Regions from separate parts of the Gossypium hirsutum genome. Here region 1 is linked to region 2. A link is a contact called in public Hi-C data. All regions are on one chromosome and are shown on one strand. Each heading gives the region's core, a stretch centred on a gene start, on an enhancer-like site or on the middle of the called end of the contact. The rest is flanking DNA. Distances are from core to core; before and after follow the strand shown. Region 1 holds the start of LOC107897609 (zinc finger CCCH domain-containing protein 44). Region 2 has its middle 6.4 kb from the start of LOC107897621.

The links. Hi-C and Micro-C count contacts between places; a contact is called where the count stands out from the background.
Region 1: a contact with region 2 is called in a Hi-C map of leaf, with 1.5 times the contacts expected there. The contact joins the promoter of LOC107897609 here to the enhancer-like site in region 2. A contact is called at or near these places in 2 of 34 Hi-C or Micro-C datasets (both in leaf).

The regions. Positions count from the first base shown.
Region 1 is chrA10:20,045,241-20,052,756 of Gossypium_hirsutum_v2.1, forward strand. It overlaps LOC107897609 (zinc finger CCCH domain-containing protein 44), which reads right to left and starts at 1,854. Exons shown (of 4, transcript XM_016823110.2): 1 at 1,217-1,854; 2 at 703-782; 3 at 9-196. The coding sequence starts at 1,548.
Region 2 is chrA10:19,621,303-19,629,018 of Gossypium_hirsutum_v2.1, forward strand. No RefSeq gene overlaps it. Among protein-coding and RNA genes, the nearest start is that of LOC107897621, 6.4 kb to the left of the region's middle. Within about 2 kb of position 1,264, at least 9 of the 9 cell types and tissues checked have an H3K27ac peak or open chromatin away from gene starts, as enhancers often do. A contact at or near this core is called in leaf, where this site is marked.

The DNA.
Region 1 (7,516 bases), core at 604-3,103, 420 kb after region 2:
AATCATACCATTTCCTTAGTTCCTAAGGCAGTGTTTTCAATCAGCATTACAGTTCTCATGCACAATCCACAAAATCCTTTATTTCCTCTTACGTTCACATAATCAGCATCTTTAGTGCAATCCTTGCACAAGGAATATGTACACATATAGCACATATAATATGAAGCCTTCTGACAAGTGCTACATATGTGCCACCCTGAAATACACAAGTAGAACACCAGAAAAATAATGGAATAAATAACTTAATCATTCCTAATAATTGAAATAAAAATGTTAGCATAATAACCATTCAATATGCACATGGAGACAGTAAGATATCATGATTAAGATGAAAAAGTAAAGTAATAACTACTCCGGAAGAGGGAATCCAAGTCAATGGCAGACATGAGAAGCCACCATTCAATATGCAAGTGTTAATTGTATCATATCATATCATATCATACCATAATTAAGATAAATATAATAGATCCAATAACTACACGAGAACAAAGAATCCAAACCAACATCAAACAGGGAAGCTACCCTATGACATGCATGTGCCAACGGTACAACAAAATAGCAGATAAATATCTGCAAAGCAAGCAAAGTGTAATATTAATCTAGATAATGCTAACACAAGCAATGGCACTTTCCAGTGGTTATATTAATTAAACTTAAATGAAAATGACAAGATTTACAAGAAGTAACTAAAATGCAACTTACCACAGTACCATTTCACCTTTGAATTAAAGAACGCCTCATCCCTTTTGATACAGGTTGGATGGTATGCCTTAGGACAGCCTCTGACCGTAAAATCCAATATAATCAGCAATAGTATACAACACAAATGAAAAAAGAAAAAGGACAAAAAGAATATATGAGCCAGAATAAACAGATGAAGATTAAAACTACACCAAATTTTAGTTGCCAAAAGAAGAAGATCATGAATTTCAATATATGAATTACCAGTATCAACAAATAAACTGAAAATTAAAGGAATCGGCATAGAACTTCCATATTTCGCTGAAATTAACTCCAGTTTAAATTCGCCTAAATAAAAACTATGATAAGCAAGATTGAACAAAAGGTTAAAAAATTTTCAGCTCACGCTCTAGATTTTACCTTAATCTCGGCCACCTAACTAAAATTCTCTTCCATTTTCCTACATTTTCTGATCAACCAAACAAAAAAAAGAGAGACAAAAACAAGATAAAAGCAGCAAAATCTCCAAACTCACCGGCGATCACAAAGCACGAGACTCCCGCCATCGAAGCATATAAAACAAACATCTTCTTCATCGTTATTGTTCCTTTGAGGCGGAGGCGCCGATGATGAAACGACCGTCGCCTGATTCCTAGGCGGCCTTCCCCGCCGGCGCTTCCTCACGCTCATCTCAACAACTTTGACTCCATTAACCGCCACGTCTGATTTTCCAACGAGCTTTTGCGAATCGTCCAAATCCGGAACCTCCTGGCATTGATCGCGATTCAAACTATTACCTTTATCCCTAACATCACCACAAGGTTTCAACATAGCTATGGCGGATTCTACTTGTTGACAATTTTCCATATTAAAAATTGGGGAAAAAAAGTTTTTCGTTCTTTAATTATTTTCCTAAGACGTACAGAAAATAAATTAATTAAATACAAATTGAAAACCCTAGTGATTGAAATGGGGGTTTGGCAGTGGTGGTGGAGCTATCAGTAGTAGTAGGCACATGGAAATGGAATGGGAAGGGACGTGACAAGGCATTGTTTGGAAGGAACAAAAAAAAAAAAGTTCAATTACCTTTTTATAAAGTATTGCTTTTCAAAGATATAGAAGGAAGGAAGGAAGGAAGGTAGGGGAAGCGCGGACACAAGTAAATTATAGTTTAAGGTTAATTTCATCAAACATCCCAAAATATTATCCAAATTTTAATTTGGTCCTTAAATTTTAAATTATTTTAATTGAGTCCTCAAAGTATTGGTATTGTATCAATCAAGTAATTCTATCAGCCTTGTCATTAGTTTGTACATTAAACTCCAACTCAAATATAAAGTAAAGCATATTTAAAACTCATGAGTCAAATTGCTATTGCATGTGTACTTATTGCACGAATGGGTTGGATTTGACATGTAAACAAAATAAAAGAGGAGAAATAGTCTTATTAAATTTCAATTACATTGTTTGCTTTTTTAATATGTCATACCCAAGTTGTTTATATGATATGCATATGATTGTTTATGATTTAATTCATGTGTTTTAAAAATGCTTATGTTGTACTTCTAACATGTATCCCTACATGTGTCCCTCACTGATGCTTAACAAACCTAATTGAGCCCATGAACCATACACCTAGCGAACCTTCCACTTTTTACTATGGACAGACTTAAGCCTAGTAAACCTCATACTAGACCATATCTTTGCTACAAATACATAGAATGCACAAGGAAATTCAGAATCATTGATTATCTAATTATCTTTAAGACGTCACATTACCGTCATTGCAAGAGAACAAAGTATGATTTCACTATCAACAATCTCTAAGCACATAATCAACCCTATCTTCTAATATAAAAACCCCCAACAAGAGCTAAAATGACCAAGTCTCATTCCAGATCCCATATCTATCTCCCCCAAAACAAAAAATACTACAATCTTTATCAGTGGCTCTCCACTTTATTTAAAGGTGAAACACCATCCAAATCATCACTCTATTCTCTTGTTAATCTCAGAGGTTAACAACTCCACAATAGATCTAAATTGACATTTAATGTATAAACTAATAACCACACTAATGGAATAACTTAATTGGTATGATACTAATTACATAGAGGATTTGATTAGAACGTGTTGAAGCTTAAGGACCAATTTAAAAGGTGTTGATGGTTTGGGGATGTTGAGGGGAATTAACCCTTAAAGGAGTTGGTTAGAATGGTGTAGACGTCAAACGCGGTTCAATCGTTGTGTTGGGAGTGGTCTACGGAGAAATGGAGATTGAGTTTTTGATTCTCTAATCCAAGGCAGCAACACGTGGTCAGTGGGCGGCAGTAGTTAGTATATATTGTAGCAAAGGCAAATGCAAAAAGGCAGAGAAATGGGGCCCATACTTTTGGAAATTTCTGTTCAAAATTCAAATGGTGGTGGTGCTGGCTATTGTGAATGAATTTACAGAACGTGAAATACGTGAAATGACAGATCAGCTGAACTCAGTCATATTTTGACTTTTTTTTTTTAGTGATCTGGTCTTCACTTTTTTTTCTATGAATCAAATGTTCGGGTCACGGGCTAAGGCCTGGTCTACAGTTTTAATTTGGTTTTCAATCAACTAGGAATCTATAAACAAAAATTTTACTTTCATCAAGAAGTCTACGGATAAATTATTCATATATACCAAAAACTATATATTGATTAAATAAAAAAAATTTTATTTAATAAAATAGATAATTTTGGAGAGAAAGTATGTTGGACATGTTTTCTATTACATACAGGAAAGCACGTCCAGTTTAAATCACTTTTTCACTTTTTTTAATATAATTATTTTTTATTATATGATTAAATGTTAGTTATAAGTTCAATTTCACTTTCACTCATATATTTATTTTTTATTTTATATTGTTTTAAAAAAATTTTAATTAATGTTTTTAATATATTAGCTTTTTTGGTTAAATGGTTAAATAATAATGATTTTATCCTTGAGTCTTGGCTTCAATTCTTTCTCTGTTAAACACATTTATAATTTTTATTTCATGTTATTTTAATTTTTTTACTTTTTAATTAATAAATATATTATTTTAATTTTTTTAATTAATATCTCTTTTATTCATAAAATCAAATAATAAATATGTAATTACATAATAAAAATATATTTTACATATATCATTATGTTAAAAATATTTGAAATTAATAACTTCTTTATATATAATATAAACATTAACTAAAATTTTCTATATATTTTTTTTCTTTATAATATTTATATGTCAAATATTTATTTTGTCCACATATATTGTGCGTATGGTGATTTCTAATATTATAAGATGAAATAATTATTTCAAATATAATTATTATTTTTATGTGTAAAATATTTCAAATATCATTGTTTTTTCATCTACATTGTGGGTATGCTATTTCAAATATTTTTATATGTGAAATATTTTACTTAATTATTTCAAATATCATTATGTTTATATGTGAAATATTTTAAATACACATACAAAAATATATAATACTAAAATTTACTACACTCATTATATGGATTGAAAAATAAATATTACACATATAAAAATTATATTTAATAAAAATAATGATATTTGTAATAATTATTTGATTTTATGAATAAAAGATATATTAATTAAAAAGATAAATTAAAAAATATAATTTCTTTTTAAAAATAATATATTTATTAATTAAAAAAAGGCATGAAATAACATGAAATAAAATTACAAATGTGTTTAGAAGAAAAGGAATTGAACCTGGAACTCTAAGACAAAATTATTATTATTAATACAAACATGAGTAGGAGAGAGGAACTGAACCTAAGACTTAAGAAGGAGAAAACCACTAACATTTAATCATCTAAACAAATATACTAATTATATTAGAAAAGTAAAAAAAATGCGATTTAATGGGAAAGCGCGTCCACATACTCTCCAAAATCAGTCTGTTTCATTATATTAAAAAAAGAGTCAAAAAAACGTGTCTAGCTAGACAGGCTGTAACACCCCTACCCATATCCATTACTAGAATAGGGTTACAGAGTATTACCAGAATTTACAGATCAATTATAATTATTTCATATCATTTACTATTCACATTCGAAATCAAACATATTCAATCATAATATCCCTTATATGAACCCTTGAAATCCAATTTATGCATTTGAAACAAGTCAGGACTAAATCGGGAACTCAGGAAATTTTTCGTGAAATTTTAAAATTTTTCTTAGGTGCAGGTGACACACGCCTGTGTGGCTAGGCAGTATGGCTCACACGGCCAAGTGACATACCCGTGTTCCAGGCCTTGTGGACATTTGATGTGAGGTACACGGCCGTGTCCCAGCCCATGTCCATACTCGTGTAACTCTTTGACTTGGGTCACACGGCCAGCCACAACCCCCTTGTGCTAGGCTGTATGGACAATTTAATTTTCGAAAATTAGGTGTAGAGGACACATGGCCAAACCACAAGCCCGTGCGCATGGACGTGTGTCACACACGATTGAGACACATGCCCATGTCTCTGCCCATGTGGACGAAAAATAAGCCATTTTTAGGCCACTTTTCTCACCCAATTTGCCTTTCACCTACAACATCATTCAAGCACATTCACAAGCCAATTCATAACCTTCAAATCAATTTCAATACCAAGTTTTATGCATGATATATTATCTCATATGTTCAAGTGTTTAAACTTACCAAAAACACATTTATGCTTATAGACATTGTAACAGCCTAATTTTTAGTGATGTTGGGAACAATGATTTGAGATCACTAAATCCGACGAATAAGTTTGAAAGTTTAGTAATTAATATTTATGAATCAAGTGTGAATTTAGAAATATATTTGAATTAGAGAATTTTGTGAATTAAAAAAATTTATTAGGTTAAGTGGGTTAAAAACGAGGTATCAAGACCTCAAATTTATAAAACCGAGCCATAAATATTTTTATAAATATTTATGGAGTGTCATTGAGTTAGTAGTAAAGTTTTGTTAGAAAACTTTAACGTTTTGATAATTAATCAATTAAAAAGGACTAAATTGTAAAAGGTGCAAAACTTGTTAAAGTGATTAAATAACTTAAGTGTTAAAAGAGGGAGGACTTAAAAGGGCAATTAAGTCTAAAAATAGGAATGCTGGAAGGAAAGGGCAAGAAAATCAGCAAGAAAATAAGGTGAAATAAGGGCAAAATTGGAAATTTTGCAAATTAACTAATTAAAATAAAGACTAAATTGAAAAATCTAGAGATATCACCATTTTTATTCAGAAAAAACACCATAGAAGGTTTGGAATAACCTGGTTTTTCATATTTTTGCACAATGTGAGTTCAATTCTTTCTTTTTCTTTGAAATTTTTTTTGTTTTTGTTACTTTTACAATTAGGTCCAACTACTGAATTCATTAGTTTTTGATTCTATGAGTGAAATTGAAAGTTTCCATGGATAATTTTTGTATTTTTAAGATGAATTATCATGGATTTGAATATTTTAATTCATTATATGATGAACTTATTAAGTGATTTTAGTGGAAATTGATTTTTAGGATCTAATTATGAAAAAGTTTAGAATTAGGGTTTGATGTTGAAATTCTGAATGCAAAAGGGTATATAGTGGTTTAGAATGATGGAATAAAGTGTTAATTGAGGAAAATTAGCTCAACTAATGGGTTAATTGAGCATGGACTAAATTGTAAAAATTGTAAAATTTGGAGTAAAAGTGTAATCTTAAAAATTGAAGGGCATAAATTGTGAAGTGATTTAGAATTGAATTTGATGCTAATAAATGGAAAAAAATTATATTTTAGAACAAGAATCCGAAGATAAACGCGAAAAAGAGAAAGTGACGGATTAGTTCCTGAATTCCTATAAATTTTACAAATTGGCCCAGGTAAGTTCATATGGCTGAATTTTTATGTTAATTTTTTCATTGATACAATATTTATAATTTATATTTTTTCTATTGAATTATGATAATTATAACGATGTGAAAATCGAATTGAAAGTTCAAATTAAGGGAAACGCAAGATTGAATACGTTCATTCAGTGATCAGTGATGAATTGACGGATAAGACCATGGTTAAATCATGAAAATGTGTGGAATGTAAGACCATAACGGAGCTATGGCATTATAGTGAAAGACCAGAATTGGGTTATGACACTGTGAAAGTAAACATAAGACCATGATTAAATCATGGCAGTTATATATGTGTGCAAGTGTAAGGTCATAGCTAGGCTATGGCAATGTGATAAAGTGTGTGATAATAGCAAAGCCATGGTAAAATGTGTGCAAGATCAAAGTGGAATGTGGCATCAAGCTATCGACGTACTCAATTCCGTAGGACGTTCTTTAATTTGATAAGTATTGGTAAGTGTTATTTGAATTTAAGTGTTGGGATTTAATTAGATATTGATATTAAGCCCAATCAGGTGAATTTGCCTTTTGAAATTATGTATGACAGGAAATTTTAGTGAAAAACTTGTTATTTGAATTGTTATTGTAATTCGGTAAAATTTATGTTTTGAGCCTATGAGCTTACTAAGTTTCGTAAGCTTACTTTTGTATGTTAATGTTATTTGTAGATTAACAAGAGTTCAGAGGATCGGATCATCACATTAGGCCACACTATCCAGATTTCACCGATAGATTTTGTGTTGCAACTTAAGGTTTATATGACATGAATAGGATGGAATGAAAAGAAAGTAAACTTGAAATATGGTTATAAATGACTTTCATACATATATGTTAGTTTATTTGTATGTATTTATTAGTATATAATGGTGGTTAATGATTAAAATAACATAGTAAGTTTATGTAAATAAGTAGTGTAGTAATAAATTTGGCTT
Region 2 (7,716 bases), core at 14-2,513:
TATTATGCTTTCGCATCAATACAATAATTTCTATTCATTGAGGAACTATTTTTGTGAGAAAATACAAACTTTATTAGTTTGTGTTTCAAAATTGATATATGTTTTGAGGCTTGTCTAGGTTAATGTATGAGAGCTTATTGAGAGCACTTGAATCTATTCATCGAGGATCTGTTTTTATGAGAGAGTGCAAACTATATTGTAAACATTGAAGTGTTTACTGCCCAAGTTCTCAGAGGGAGGATTTAGAGGTGAGCATTCTAGTCTTTAGGTACAAATGTGAGATCTCTATACTTGGGGAGTAATAAAGTGTGAATCAGTTATTGTATTTGATTGAGCCAAGGCATACATACGCCGAGTAGAGAAAATTGCAAATAAATAAACATGAAGTACAATGTTCTGCAAGTGTGACAAGTCAGGTGTAATAAGTGTACAATACGATACTTAGAGTATTCCAAGGATCAAACCTAAAGAAGATTGAGTGATATGATGGATTAATAAAGATAAAAGCATGTGATTAAGGAGGCTAACTAGCTAATGGCTAGAATAAATTATACAAAAAACGATAAAAAAATTGAATTAAACTAAAATATAATTTAAAGGACTAAAGCGAAAAAATACTAAAGTCAGAATAATTATCGAAGAAAATATAGCAGTTGATTAATATCTTCAATAATTAATTCTCAAGTTAGGGTTCTAAATTAGTCAATTTTAATTGGTTCAATTTACCTAATTAGATGATATAGTCTTATTTATCTCTCAATCTTACTAAGCTAGATAGGGATAGTCGAATTCATGCTCAATAAGATATCCTCTCGGTCTCACTTATCTAATTGTTCCCCTAGATTCATCAATTCTAGGTTTCTAAGTTTATTCGATTTAGTCCATATTCTTACAATTTAGTTTCTAAACCTTATATTAAATAATTGACATTTCAATTAATCAACTACAATAGGAATTAGTTCATACCCATTGTAAGTACCCAAATCTGCCCGAGCCCAACAACCAAAAATCAATCCCGAAACAAAACAAAAATATTAAAATCCAAATCAAAAGGCCATCAGTCCAAATATTACAAAACAGCCCAAAACAATTACAATGGCCCAATACCCAAAAAACCCAATTCTAAGCCCAAACAAACCCATAACCCAATACCCAAATAAAACAAATCGGGCCCAAGCGGCCCAAGACCAGATTATCCACAGAAACCCTAGGGTTTCCACCTTAGCGCCGTAGCCTCTAGCCTCCGTACGCTCCCATGCACGACCTCCGTACTCCCCAGCGCCGCTCGTGCCTCTACGTCCTCCCCCATCTGCATGAAGACAAAAACAGCACAGCACAACAGCAAAAAAGAAAAAAGGAGACAAGAAAATATTGTATTTTTCTTTATTTTTCTCATTCGGCTATAAAGCCATCTTCTTTTTCAATTGTATGGGACGCACACTAAAATATACATATTGAATACAACAAAATCGAATTAAAATTATTGGAAAGGTTATTCTCGATCCTTTTTTTTATGTGTGTTTCTTTCTTTTGATTTTGCATGTGGCTCGAATATAAGAAAATAAAAGAACGTTTATCGTCGTAAATAGGCCATCGAAATTCTTGTCTCCTTCACCGAAATCGAAGTTTGGGATGAGATTTCTAAGGGCTGAAATTGATAGGTCTTGAGTTAAGACTCTAATCGAAGTGCGCGCATGTTGATCTCCATCGAATCGTAGTGGTGGCAATTGATTTGCTCAAGTTTTGGGATTAGCCGAATGGTGGTAATGGCTTTTAGGGTTCTTTTTACTCTGATTTCTTTAGAAAGGGAAAGAAATGGTGGCTGTGTTTCACTAGGGTTTTGTTTTTGCCTTTTAAAGGGTATAAAGCGACGACGTTTTAAGCCAATCTCAATGGCTACAAAACGGCACCGTTTCAAGAGCCATAACCCGATCACCCGACCCGTGCCTGGATAGGATCCGCGCTTTGGTCTTTGAGGGTTATTTGCGCGTTAGGTCCCTCTATTTCTCGTTGGTGTCTGATTGGGCCCTCTGTGCATCTTCTTTGTTTTTTTAATTTTTTCTAGAGATTTGCGCGTTATCGCAATTTAATCCGCGCCTAAACGCAGTGTTTTGGGATCTGGTATATTGCCAGTTTTGATCCCCGCACGTTTGCGTGCATTGCGCTTTAGTTCTTCTTTTAATTTTAGTAGTTTATTTTATTTATCAAGTATCCTTTTTAGTTTAATTTTATTTTAATTGAGTCCTTTTGATTTGTATAATTTATTATTATTTTTATTTATTAACTTAATACCTTTTTTTTTACATGTATATACATACTTTTTTTGAGTCATCATGGTAATTTTACCCCCTTTTTTTCATATAAAATCTTTATTTTAAAGTTTCTTTATCATATTGTTTTAAATTTTTTTTGTATAATACCTCATTTAAATATTCATATATATATTATTATGCATATATAATTCATGAAAAAATTAGTTTTTATTCTATATATTATTAATTCTATGTTACTTTACATACATAATTCCTTTTAAACCCAATATGTATATAACTCATATCTCAAGAATATATCTTATTATATATATATTTTTAGAACCTTTCATATTTTACATATTATTTAAATTATCTTCTACCATATGTACATTGTCAATCTTAAATAGATGTATCATTTAAAAAAAAATATTTGGATATGTTGTTGATTCAAATTTCTTCCTTTATAATATCTTTTTAGTAATCCTTTATATATTATTAGTTTTATTTTATACATGTCAATTATTTCAAACCCTAGCATGAATAAATCATTTTTAAAATTTTTATTATTAATGGTTTTTGAATTGTTGCACATTATATTGACTCCTAGTATCCGTATTGTTTTGTATATTATGTATTGTTTTTTAGTTTTCATTTCATTTCACACATGACTGCTGTATTGTTTACTCTTCATTTGTATTATCATTTTAATTTTTATTCATCTATATTTGAAAATTTGTTGCATTTCCTTCTAATATGTTCTTTGGTGAATTATATTTTAGTTTCTTATTAATGTTTTAAAAAAGATATGAACTCATTGCCATGATGTGTTTATTAATTTATTTTTTATGTTTATACTATTATTCTTCGCCAAGTATAGTACTTTATTTGTGCATATTGCCCCATGTTTATAATTTTACTTTTTTGTTTACAAATGTTACTTTGTAATTTGCGACTTTTTGTTTTAAAATTATTTATTCCATTCTATTTCAAGTTAAATTAATGCGTTGTGAGCTAGTTCTATCATTGTTTATTTGAAAATTTACTAAAACAAAGGTAATGATTGATGTTTGGGAACTCGAGGAATCGTGCCCTATCGTGCTGGGTTTTGATTTTTCGTTTGTCCAAAATAATCAAATATTCCTTTGAAATTTCATTCGCATTTTCTAAATTCTAAAATAAGGCAATGTTTAATGTTTGGAAATTCAAGAAATCGTGCCCTACTGTACTGGGTTTCGTGTTTTTTTTGTTGGACTAAATAAGCGAACATCCTTTTGTAACTTTCAAGTGTATGGGCTTTTAGAAATCGAAATTGATCGTAGTTTTGAGGGTTTAAAGGATCGTGTCCTAACGTGCTGGATGTGATACTGTATTCCTTTGAAACAAGCGAATCTTGACGTCCAATTTGAGTCATTCAAGTGTTTTAAAAGAAATCATATTTCAAAATATTTTTTTTAGACAGAAGGACATTATTTAGTCAATTCGGTACCAATTTTTAGCGTAGCGAGGGTGCTAATCCTTCCTCGTATGTAACCGACTCCCGAACGCTTTCTCGAATTTCGTAGGCCAATGTTGATTTTTTTATGGAATAAAATATTTCATTAAGGTGATCCAATCACACCAAAATAAAAGATTGGTGGCGACTCCACACTTGGTTTCAAAAAGTCCATCCCCGTTTTGTTTTCTAATATAAAAATGGTTTTGACACCCATCATCAACATATACAAAACATTCATTTTCATGTTAAATTAAATAATTAAATAAGACAAAAAATAAAAGAGTTGGGAAATGCTTAGAGATTTGCGATTAAGTCCTCGATTTGATTAATGAAAGTAAGAATAAACTTGAAATTCCATAGCTCCGATTACCAAGTTGTAAGTTTGAATTGCAAAAATAGTACTAAAATCTATTAAAACATACAAAAGGTCCCTGTACCTTTTTTTGTGAAAAAAGAAATTGTAGAAAAAGTTACTTAAAACAATAGTAAACTAAAAACCTAATAATCAGCTATCTTATTTGTGTTTTAAGATGATTTATATAGTCTAACACAATTTGACCTAAAATGGACAAAAATGCTCTAGTTTAAAAGTTGACTTTGGCTTAGCTGGACTGAAAAATGCTTTTACAGTAATTTCCTTGTCAATCTTCAGTGTAGCGACACCCAAGCCTTAGTGTCGCAACATCTACAATAATTCACTACTAGGGTGGTTTGAGTGCTTCGATGTTGCGATCATGGAGTCTTGGTGTTGTGACTTGCTCCATTAGATGACATGACCTCCTTAACTTTGAAGACTGTGCTCGAAGTTGTGACCTTGATGGCTCCAAGTTGCGATCCTGAAGGTTGGTTCCGTGACATCACTCCTTTGATGTCGCGACGTTAAAGAAAATCCACTTGGATTGCGATTTGTTGAAGGCTAACTCTTTGAGTGGTAATGAAAGGCTTTGGTGTCACGACATGGAGACTTCTTGTTAAAGTAAGCTTTATTTGAAAATATGTTTTGATATAACAAATTAATTTTTTTGAGTAAAATTTAAAGTTAAACAAAATTGACAAAATGATTTCTCAAATGAAGTCTAAGAGATTAAATTTTCAATCCTTACTTTAAAACTCTTAGAATTTTTTTTAATCAACCTTAAAATCAAGTTAAAATGATTTTAATCAAGTAGAAACAATTTCAACTAGTCAAACTATTTTTAAAACAAGTCAGAATAATTCCAAGCCAAAAACTATTGATACCTTTTGGCCAAATATCTATACCCCTTTGAAAAATGATACCAAATTGACATTTTTTTTCACAAATTCAGCTATGTATCGATATGGTATTGATACCTTTCATATGGTATCGATAAAAATTATCTGGTATCGATATTTAAGCACCAACGGTCACTGAATTTTGTATTTAATGCAAAAATATCAATACCATTTTATTGGGTATCGATATTCGCTATTTTAGATGAATTAAATGCACTGATTTTCACATCCCCAACGAATCTATTCATATCTCTAACAACCAAAATGGTTGGAAATCAATTAAGGGGTATAAATACTAGCTTCCGAATATCCTACAACAATTAAGAAAGTGTGTTCAAGCAAAAATATCAGTCAAACAACATTTGTGGCAAATATTTCCATACTTTTCTTTCCTACACTTGTGAGCTTTATTTCCATTCTATTTGCTCAAATGTTTTTCATTGTAATTGAGCTTAATTTGCAAAGACATTGATCTTGTAAGGATCATTTCTTTATTTTTTTCTTTATATCTCTTTGAGAGGGTTTATGTATTAAGGTTTGGTTAGAAACCTTAAGGGAGTTTGTAAGGTTAAACATTGTCCTCTAAGCTTATCAAATTAGTGAATTTGGAAAAACCTCTAATTGTGGAAAGCTAAGGTAGTGGAGTAAGTAATTGGGGCTGAACCACTTTAAATTCTTGTGTTCAAATTTCTGTTCTTTCTCTCTAGCTTTCACAAAATTTTTTAAAAGCCAATTCACCCTCTCTTTGTAATTTCAATTTGATTATTTGAGTTAACAATTGGTATCAAATCTAGTTTCTTTTAGATGGTTTAACAGCCAAATAGGAGATCTTTGAGGAAGCTCAACAATCATAAACTCAATTCCTAAAATGACGTCTACTTCCAGATCAATTTTTCTTGGCAAGTGTCAATCTATTTCCAAGCCTCCTTATTGAAATGATGCTAATTATTCATATTGGAAGAAAAGGATGATGCTATTCATCTAGGTAAATGATCGTACAGTTTGAGTCATTATCATGTATGACCCTTCTATACCACTTAAGCAAGAATGAGAGCTTTTAGTTCCAAAAAGCAAGAAAGAATGGAACGAAGAAGATAGAATAGGTATTTAACTCAATGTCAAGGCCATACACACACTTTTTTGTGCACTTGGTTCGAATGAGTATTATTTGTCCTCCAATTTTTGATAATTTTCTAATAGATCATGTTGAAGATCAATCTCTTCAAAATGAAAATCCTATTTAGCAGCAAGGTTTGGAAGAGTTTGATCCCTTTGGAAAATTTACAAGAGTTTGGTGGTCCAACACTATGAATAAAGAAACCATCTATTTCTAGTAATTATTTGGTATATCTTATAGAATTGGACTATAATATTTGTAATGAGAATGACCTAGTAAAATTTTCACAAGCAATAGAAAGCAAAAAATTTTAACTTATGGCTTGATGCTATGAAAGATGAAATTAACTCTATAGAAGATAATAAAGTTTGGGATACTATAGGATTGCTTGATGGGGCTAAGGCTATTGGCCATAAATGGATATTTAAGACTAAAAATAACACATCATGTAAATTGAGTGCGACAAGGTTAAACTTGTTGCTAAAGGGTTTACTCTAATGAAAGGAATAAATTTGATAAGTGCTAAAAATAACATGTTTTAACCTCATTCTTAATGTGTTTTTGGGTGATTATTCGATGTTAATTGTAAATTTTATGCTTTTAATCCTTTAAATTCACGTTTTAATGCTTAATAGAGCATTTGGGAGCAAAATGAGTGAAAAACAAGTGAAAACTGGAGTGTCGAAGCAAGCTATAGGAGCCACACGGGCTGAACCATTCCACACTACCAAACCGCACAACTATATGACCCATACGGATGTGTGGTAGGCTATGTTGATTTCACAGGATTGCACACTGAACAGTGGAAAGTCACAATTTTTGGGTTTTTTTTGGCATTTTAAGCCGTATATATGAAAAAAATAAGAAGGTAAGAGTAAAGCTTCATAGAATACTCAAGAAAATAACTCAAAAAACACCATTGAAGCCAACTTTGAAGCAGATTTCCATCAATATTGAAGGTTCCCATTTGATTTCTTAGGAAGTTATCACGAGTTTCTTTGTTTCTTTTGGTTATACCATCTCTTGGATGTTTCTATTTTTAAGCATAAACAAATTCTCTAAATACGTAGGGAGATGAACCCTATGATAGATTCTGTTGTTTGATTTTTATTTTACATAATAAATACTTAGTTTTTTTTCAATTATGCGTGCTTAATTCTTTGTTTGATATTTCTAGATTATTAATCCATGTTTGATGTGCTTAAATCAGTGGTTGAATAGATCCTTTTTAAGATTAGATGTTGCTTAATTAAGTGGAGTTGCATGCAATCCTAGAAATAGGACGACATAAATCTATTGGATTAGAGTCAAATCTAATTGGGGAATCCATAGCATGAGTTAATACAATAATAAAGGTTTTCATTAGAAAGAAATTTCAATTAATCAACCTGAAGTTAGTGGCTCTTATGCTCAAAAAAGATATTAGCATAATTCATAAATTTCCATGAATCAAGTTACTAAGTAATGAAATTGCGTAATTTAGATTGATAGTGACAGGTAAAATCTAGGTGAATTCTTTCTTGAGTATTGTTTCGTTTCTTGGTTGTTAATCGATTATTTTCCTTTTTTATTCTTTGTCAAATTTGCTAGTTAATTAA